Linked DNA regions of Gossypium arboreum: regions 2 and 3 are each linked to region 1. Evidence: chromatin contacts called from public Hi-C data. All regions are on one chromosome and are shown on one strand. The core of a region is the stretch at or near the end of the contact, and the rest is flanking DNA. Distances in the headings are between cores, read along the strand shown.

Region 1 (3,087 bases), core at 225-2,724:
TTAGAAATTTAAAAGAACTTATGATCTCTAGTGGCAGCTTTCATTAATCGACTACTATAATTAAATTAGGGTAAACTCCCAAAATAGTTACTTTTGTTTTTCTTAGGTTACATTTTAGTCACTTATGTTTGAAATGTTACGTTTTAGTCACTTACGTTAACGTGTTGTACCATATTAGTCACTAAGCCGTAAATTTTCATTAACAGTGTAACGATAAGCTGATGTGGCACGCTAAATCATCATTTTAAACAAAAATTTTAGGTTAAATTATACAATTAGTCACCATATTTTTTCGTTTTGAGCATTTTTTTTTCTTTTATGTTCTTTCAACTTTCTCTTTTTTTCTTCATTTTCCTTTCTTTTATGCTTCTCCCTCTATTTCCCTCCCTTTTTCATCTCTTTTAACGTAAAAGAAGAAAATTAAATTGCTCAAAACGAAAATAAAATATAGGGACCAATTGTATAATTTAACTTAAAATTTTTGTTTGAAATGATGATTTAACATGCTATGTCAGCTTACCGTTACATTATTAATGACAATTAATGGCTCAGTGCCTAAAATGTTATAACACGTTAACACAAGTAACTAAAACGTAACATTTCAAATATAAGTGACTAAAATATAACCTGAAGGAAACAAAAGTGACTATTTAGTAGTTTACTCCATAATTTATACAAGTCATTGAGAAGATGCACAATAATTAATTTACATATGTATCATAATATATATTTACCATAATTAGTTAATATATATCACAAATAGTTAATAGCTAATACATTTATCATAATTAATGTAAATTCACTATAATTAGTTATTATATTTATTGTAATTAATTTTCATAATATAAATTCACCATAATTAGTTAATATATAATTATCATAATTAATTAATATAGGTAATAATATCTTGGTATTATTAGTAAAAGTTGGTATCATGTGTAACTGTCATATGTGAATTTTAGTTTGATAAGTCACTAAATTATTTACTTCTTTGTAAGTTTGAACTTTATATTAGCTTGGTTCTATTCTATAATTATTCCTACATGTATTTCTAATTGTACTATAATTATATTGTTTTTGTGAACTTAAAAACCATTTTTCAAATAAATAAGTTAATATATATTAGATAATTATTTAATATACCGCTTATCGGTTTTTTACTCCATAAATAAATTAAGGATGTAAACAATGTCATATTTATTTATATATTTAAATCATTTAGTACATTAATTGTGTACTTTTTATAATAACGTAAATAAAATAAAAAATTGTAATATATCTCATTTTATTTATTTAATATTTTATTATACCTTATAAAAACTTATATTTTTCATTTATTTATCGAGTTTAAAAATATTGTATCAAATATTTTTTCTATTTTAATATTTTTATCATATAAAATACTTTGTCATATTTTTAACAAACAGTGCAGAAACAATTTTCCATTTAAATTAAAATGAAAAAGAAAAAAAACACCAACCCATATTATGCTCTTCGAAAAAAACAAAAACCTCACCAACCATTTCACCCCCTTATAAAAAAAGCCAAAGTTGGTGCTCAGCACATAAACCTAAGTCCAGTTCGAAACCGTCTCTCACACCAGCTTTCGTCTTTCAGCAATGGCCGCCACCACTACAACCACTTCCTTTAAAGCCGCACTCCTTTCTACACCGTCGATATCTTCATCGACCAAATCAACCGTCCTCAAAACACGCTTTACATCATCATCGTCCTCACGGTATTCGCCGATTCCAAAATCACTGATAGCTCATCATGTCTCTACAAGGACCAATGCCATCGTCGCCAAGATGGGGACAGTCCCTTCGCCAGTGTCTGAGACGACATCGCTTGACTTCCATACCTCCGTTTTCCAGAAAGAAAAGATCTCTCTTGCTGGTCACGAAGAGGTTAACTGACCCCCTAATTAAGTCATTTCATTTCTTTTTCTTCTTCTTTTGCATTTGCTTTTCAGTTCCGTTTGCTGATTATTTTCATATATATTGATGGATTTGGGTATTTGGCAGTACATTGTGAGAGGAGGACGGCATTTGTTCCCTTTATTGGATGATGCTTTTAAGGGAATCAAACAGATTGGTGTTATTGGTTGGGGTTCTCAGGTTATTAATTTACAACATTTCTCCTTTTCTTTTTCCCTGTAAATAAAAGCAAAAGGGAAACCTTTTTCCCCACCATTTCATAATTATGAAGATCAAAAGCATGCTTTTCAGTTTTCATTGACCACGAAAGTCTTTCAGGTTTTTATTTTGCAAATGTTCATTAATCGTATATCCGAATATTACATTCCCTTAACTAAAACGTGGTTTAAAATATGGTTTTAGGGGCCAGCTCAAGCACAGAATCTGAGGGATTCTCTTGTAGAGGCAAAATCTGATATTGTTGTGAAGGCAAGCTCGAATTCTCACTGCATTTTATTTTGCATTCATTGATTTGACTAAATGTACTGTTACTTGATGATGATTACAGATTGGGTTGAGGAAAGGCTCTCGCTCCTTTGCTGAAGCCCGTGCTGCAGGATTTACTGAAGAGAACGGAACTCTGGGGGACATATGGGAAACTGTTGCTGGAAGTGATCTCGTGTTATTGTTGATCTCTGATTCTGCACAGGTTGCTAAGCTGCTCTCATGTTTTCTATTTCTGCGTTTTAAATATTGGCTATTGGTTATGGTTAGCATTGGCTGATTGTATAAGCTGCATGCCCATAGCAGACATCTTTCTGATGCCAATATATGACTCACATGAAAAATTTTTCCAAGTCTGTTAGACTGATTTGTGACAACTTGTAAATGCTTAAGACTTACATGCACTATGATTCATAGGCTCTCTGCACTTTTTGGTTTGTTCTTATGAAGCTTTATTTTCTGAATTATGTTATCTAGGCGGATAATTATGAAAAGGTCTTCTCCCACATGAAGCCAAATAGCATCCTTGGGCTTTCCCATGGATTTCTTCTTGGCCATTTACAATCGTTGGGGCTTGATTTTCCTAAGAACATCAGTGTAATTGCTGTCTGCCCGAAGGGAATGGGACCTTCTGTGAGGAGACTTTATGTTCAGGGAAAAGAGATAA
Region 2 (3,087 bases), core at 264-2,763, 380 kb before region 1:
TAGAAAAAATGGTATGAAATCAGATATTGACAATATACAACATAACCCAACCTCATTCTGAAAGTAAGCCAGAAATGCTCGAATAGTTTCCCTGTATGGTTTTGATACACCTTCCCATAGTGAATGTTCTCCTTCCAAAATTTTATACCTGTCAAATTCTCAACTCAGCACACGGTTACTTAATACTCCCACCATATTTACCACCTAGAAAGTAAATGGAAAATTTCAGAAAGCAAACATCCAAAGCAATAGGAGTTAAAAGTGGATAATTGACAGTTAATTCTAACACTGAGTAACCTATATATTTGTAAGTAACAAGAAATCCGGATAAGATAAATCTAGAAATAGAATTGTCAATTTTGTACTGAAATTTCCATATGTAGGTTTAGAATGAAGTTTAAAAAGTAATGTTCTATTGGAATCATCCTGTGACTCTTAAGCAGCTTTGCCTGCAAGTGCCTCTTTAAAAGTGCATTTATTTATGTATGGATGCCCGTGTACAAGAGTAGTAAAAAAAAAAAAATCAACAAAATGGAGTTGAAAATAGCATGAACGAAAAAAAATAGCAGCAATCAAGTTACCAAAACTAGCTGAACAAGAGAGAAAAGACCATCTAAATGACTTAATCAAATGTGCTAAAATGAAAGTGTTACAGTAAAATTATCAGAGGAAAACACTACCATTCCGACTTGGCTTGCTGTGGATTTATAGGCAAACGATGACCAAGCAATCTTCGGACAGCCAGAGCCTCGGAAGTGCTTTCATCAGCCAATCTCAAACATCTTGACCTTATGTCCCCAACAGCAGGACCTCCTAAACATTATCAACTCAGCGACATTATTTTATCTCACATCAAAGGAAATTTCCAAATCATTATAAGAACCAAAACACAATCTAATAAAAATAAAGGCCATCTGATTAAACAATTCAAGTGCAGGCAAAATTCTTTCGTTTATTTCAAGGCTTAACTAAAACAACTAAAGTTTCCTATGTCAAATGAGAGTTGTCTTCTGATAATTGATAAACTAATGATATAAGATTTCGCGTTAGAAATGCGTAAAATATTTACCGAGAACTCGAACAATCTCGGCAGTACTTCCCCCATCATCAGAAACAGGAAGAACATGGGCAACGCGAACTGTTAACTTCTTAAGCTCTTCTACAACGCCATTAAATGCCGTCCCCCCTAGAACCACCATAATCGAATCCACGTTAGGACTTTTTAATAAAATTTGAAATATTTATCAATCAAAGCGAGGAGAAGAGTACCTGAGAAAACGAGTAAGGAGGGCTGGGAAGGTAGAGGGTTAGAGGAGCAATGACAGTGGGCAGCCATGGATTTAGATGGAAAATGGAGGGGTAATTTTGGGGTTTTGAGAAAAAAAGGAGGCAGAGCAGGAGAGGGCTTAGAGTAAAAGGCTCCTATCAAACTGTAAGTGTCCGCCATATTCCCGCTATTTCCAATATTTTCTCTTTTCCGTAAATAACTTTACACCTTTTATATTTTATTTTATTTCCTATTTTTTGTGAACAAAAAGGAGTATAAAACTTAAAACTTATATATTTTTTATTATATAATCCTTCGAGCTTTTGTGGACCGTTCATGGAATTTGGTGGATACGCGATTAGAACAGGAGACAACCAATGAGTTTTTGCACGTTGATCAATGCTTTGTTTGTAATTAAAAGATGAAATTAATACTAATGTTATCTGATTAATACAAGGAAACACTGCAATTTAGACAACAACTCTCCATCAAATCATGCCTACTAGACTGCCTAGTTCTCTGCATTTTTTCAAACCATGTAAATGTCCTCTCTTATTCTAAATTCCATTTTAACTTTATTTAAATAATCTCCCAATCCGATTCGGAAAATCCCATTTCTTGTGACTCAGATTTGTTGCTTTCACTGGATTGCTCAACACTGTTTCGATGCTGCTCATCATCAGGCTTCCATAACCTTGACTTCAAAGAAAAAGCCTATTGAAACTTCTCCTGTCCCACAAAACAACAACTAAGCATTTCTGAAAGAGGTTGTTCATGTCAAGCTAAACATCCGTGAGGCGCCTGAATTTTTACCAAAATATACGATGGAGGGTGAGAGTATCCTACCTTGAATGATCGGCGTTCTTGTAATTCATTAGAAAGAGAATGAAGCTCACTGCTGTCCACCACAATGCAGTTTTCTTCATGCTTCACCTTATTTTGCGATGGAACAGGAGCTGGAACAGTTTCTAGTTCCAATTTCGGAACAGCTGCAACAAAATCATTTAATCTCATAACTTTAACTAATCCTTTGATTCCACAACCGAATGCAACTGGTTATTTTAATCTAATGCAGAGACCATTTTAGAAAGAAAAAAAAAAAAGGATAGATGGATATATCATACCAACAGAATGAATACCTACCCTTTGATTCTAATAAGGCGTCATCTAGAGTAGAATCAGTGTCATGAGCTTCATTCTTGCATGCTTGAGCCAAGCCACGCTCATTCTCTGTGCTTTGCCCTGAAGATGAACCTAAATGTATATTTTTAATATATTTGACATGGATCAGTTCTTTCTGAATGCAATCTTTATTAACACTTATGTTTGAATCTTTATTGGCTATGACAGCAGCATTTTGCAATAGAGACAAGTTAAAGTTCTTCCTTCAAATTGGTAGGAGATGAAGGGAGCACTTCTTGCATTAGTTCTGTACAGAATTGCTTAACATTAGCTCCCACAGTTTGCAACTGGTCTTCAACGTATTGGAATGTTTCCTAACATCAAAATAATGAGATATTAGAAGCATTGGAAAATTTCATTAAGATATAGAAAATAAAGGCGCCAATACAGAACTTCATTTACGCATATAGAAGCAGTAAAAATGTTCATATTCTAGCTTTACAAGAGCAAAAGGATGAATGGTAAACAATACTATATCATCCATCTTCAAGTGTAATGACCTAATTTTCAATGGTGTCGGAGATGGTTATTTGAGATCACTAAATCCAACAAGTAAGATTGAATAAGATAATAATTTAATATTTATGAGTCAAGTAAGAATTTAGAAGAATTTGTGAATTGGTGAATTTGGTGAATTA
Region 3 (3,087 bases), core at 417-2,916, 380 kb after region 1:
CCCCTAACGGCATAACGACAACCATTAATAATGAATTTTAACAAGCAAAACATAATTTCCTTACCCAAACTTACTGAATTAAATCACGAACGATATTGCATATAAAAGAGCCACAAAAACCACAAGACCCTCCGATTAATTGGAAATATGATTTGAAACAAATAGAGAGGTAGACGAAGGAAAGAAGAAAACTCAGAGGAGAGAGCAACAGAGAAAAAAAAAAGTCATTCAAACTGAACAGAACTAATAACCTCCCTAATTTTCCTCCTACTAACCCACAAACTCACAACCACCTCATTATTTCAACTCCACCGAAACTCTACTAGACAACTGAGCAAAAATAATTTTCATGCTCACGTAGGGATTCAAACATAGGACCCCCAACACACCAACCCCCTTACCACTCGAACCAGCAGACTCATTTTAATATAAATTTACAGACAAATTAATATAAGCACACTGATTAGGGATAAGGCTTGATCCAAAAATAATAAAAGTAGCAAAGATGAGGCTTAAACCCAAGACCTCACACACACATTCAAAACACTTAACCAATGAAGCAGACAAATACTTATATTAAATATTCACATAAGGAAAAATATATATTTTTAGAGAGTTACAAAATGGTAAATATTTTTAAAATTGTATCTTTTTAAAATTTCATATAATTTTAAAATTTTCTATTATTTTTAATATTTTTATAATAATTTTCTATATTTTAAAAATTTCCATATTTTAACAATTTTTATTTTTAATTCATATAATTTTAAAATTATTCATTTTAATATTTTTTAATTTGTATAATTTTTGAGACATTTATAATATTTTTATATATTTTTGCATTTTATTTATTTTTATAATTTTTTGTGATTTTGAATATTTTAGTTTTTAATAATTTCTTTTAGGATTTTTAGTATTTTTTAACAATTTTGAGTATAAAACAGCCCCAAAAGGGCCGCTGTTACCCCAAAGGGCTTAATTATTATAATTTTGAAGTTAAGGGGTTCAATTGAGTGAAAAAAATATAAGAATTTAATTGATTTTTTTAGAAAATTTCAGGGGATTTTAGCTATTTTTATTAGTCAGGGTTGTTCATTATAATACATTTCATTGCAACTGCTGCGTTTAAGTATAAACATATTAAAGAAACATGTGTAATGAATAAAAAAGAAGAATTGGGTCAAAGCTACTCTTCTTTGCCAGCAAAAGACTAGTAGGTAGCAGAGTTGAGCATTTAAGAGCTTATGCATTGTACAGATTCCATGTATTTCATTTTATATTTGAATTTACAATCATTGAACAAAAGATAAAATAGATACAACAAAATGCCAACATGATCCTTGTGATCAATGTTAGGAACAGTTGATTGATCCTTTATGAACTTGGACCTACTTTTAATCAAAAAAAATAAAGCGAGGTTAATGTTTATAGATTTGTAAAGAAGAGAGTTGGATGCAGCATTTTGATAGATTATATAATAATAACCTAATTGATCAACCGTTTTCAATGGTAAATAGATGTAAAATGTTGACTGTTAGATTCATCTCCAGCAACTATCCCTACTCACAAGTCAACTGCACCCAAGTGTGAACAGCAGACGGGCAGGGCATAACCACCAAAATAATTTGGTCTTTATTTCTCATGAAACTAAATATTTTTCCATAAAACATTTGATTAATTCATAAGATACCCTCAAAAACATTGTTTCCCCCATCTTCTTTGGACAGTTCCAGTGTTATTTTGGTCACTTGCAAAGAATGTTGTAGAGCTGACTGGTAGGCATGGCTTAGTTAGCATTAATTTTCCACCTTATATACAATACAAATGCAAGATTAAGATCAGATATCAGTGGCAACCCCGTTGAAAAAATATGGGTTTCCAAAGAAACATATTGGGTTTCCTTTTATTGATATTGGCTTCACTAACAAGCCTCTCTTCTAGCCTTCCTAGTGAATACTCCATAGTGGAACATGAGATTGACGCATTTCTTTCGGAGGAAAGGGTGTTGGAAATCTTCCAACAGTGGAAAGAAAAGAATCAGAAAGTGTACCGGCAAGCCGAGGAGGCTGAGAAAAGGTTTGAAAATTTCAAGGGGAATTTGAAGTATATCCTAGAGAGGAATGCAAAGAGAAAAGCAAACAAATGGGAACACCATGTGGGATTGAACAAGTTTGCTGATATGAGCAATGAGGAGTTCAGAAAAGCTTACTTGTCAAAGGTGAAAAAGCCCATCAACAAAGGGATAACCCTGTCAAGGAACATGAGGAGAAAGGTGCAGTCTTGTGATGCACCCTCCTCCTTGAATTGGAGGAACTATGGAGTTGTGACTGCTGTCAAGGACCAAGGTTCTTGTGGTAAGAAAATGCCCTACATATTGTGTAAGTTCCCCTTTAAGAAAAAAACCTGAATAACTGTGTCCTATGTTTGCAGGAAGTTGTTGGGCATTCTCATCAACCGGAGCCATGGAAGGAATCAATGCCTTAGTTACTGGAGACCTAATTAGCCTTTCAGAACAAGAACTTGTAGATTGTGATACCAGCAACTATGGGTGTGAAGGAGGATACATGGACTATGCTTTCGAGTGGGTTATAAACAATGGCGGGATCGATAGCGAAACCGACTACCCCTACACTGGTGTGGATGGCACATGTAACACCACCAAGGTCTGATTCATTTTTGTTTCAGTAGTTCAACTAGTTCTTCCTCTAATTCTAATGTATTTGTCTTTAATCAGGAGGAAACCAAGGTTGTATCTATTGATGGCTATCAAGATGTAGAGCAATCAGATAGTGCTCTTTTATGTGCCGTTGCTCAGCAACCTGTTAGTGTGGGAATTGATGGTTCCGCCATTGATTTTCAACTTTACACTGGTGTAAGTATATGTTTGGAACCCTGAAACTTTTTGTTTAAAACGAAATTTTTGGGGTAATGAAATTCGTATGGCATGATGGATGAATAGGGAATTTATGATGGGAGCTGCTCGGATGATCCAGATGACATTGATCATGCTGTTTTAATAGTTGGTTATGGTTCAGAAGGCAGTGAAGAGTATTGGATAGTGAAGAATTCATGGGGAACAAGTTGGGG

The links. Hi-C and Micro-C count contacts between places; a contact is called where the count stands out from the background.
Region 2: a Hi-C map of leaf shows a contact between it and region 1, with 3 times the contacts expected there. The contact joins the promoter of LOC108465570 here to the promoter of LOC108486434 in region 1. A contact is called at or near these places in 2 of 5 Hi-C or Micro-C datasets (both in leaf).
Region 3: a contact with region 1 is called in a Hi-C map of leaf, with 5 times the contacts expected there. The contact joins the promoter of LOC108453391 here to the promoter of LOC108486434 in region 1. A contact is called at or near these places in 2 of 5 Hi-C or Micro-C datasets (both in leaf).

Annotation. Positions count from the first base shown.
Region 1 is chr6:28,627,916-28,631,002 of ASM2569848v2, forward strand. It overlaps LOC108486434 (ketol-acid reductoisomerase, chloroplastic-like), which reads left to right and starts at 1,475. Exons shown (of 10, transcript XM_017790488.2): 1 at 1,475-1,907; 2 at 2,025-2,117; 3 at 2,340-2,405; 4 at 2,485-2,625; 5 at 2,898-3,087. The coding sequence starts at 1,620.
Region 2 is chr6:28,251,100-28,254,186 of ASM2569848v2, forward strand. It overlaps LOC108465570, which reads right to left and starts at 1,514. Exons shown (of 13, transcript XM_053029449.1): 1 at 1,270-1,514; 2 at 1,070-1,186; 3 at 681-813; 4 at 52-148. The coding sequence starts at 1,447.
Region 3 is chr6:29,007,620-29,010,706 of ASM2569848v2, forward strand. LOC108453391 (cysteine proteinase mucunain-like) reads left to right here and starts at 1,667. Exons shown (of 5, transcript XM_017751464.2): 1 at 1,667-2,354; 2 at 2,431-2,663; 3 at 2,735-2,872; 4 at 2,960-3,087. The coding sequence starts at 1,871.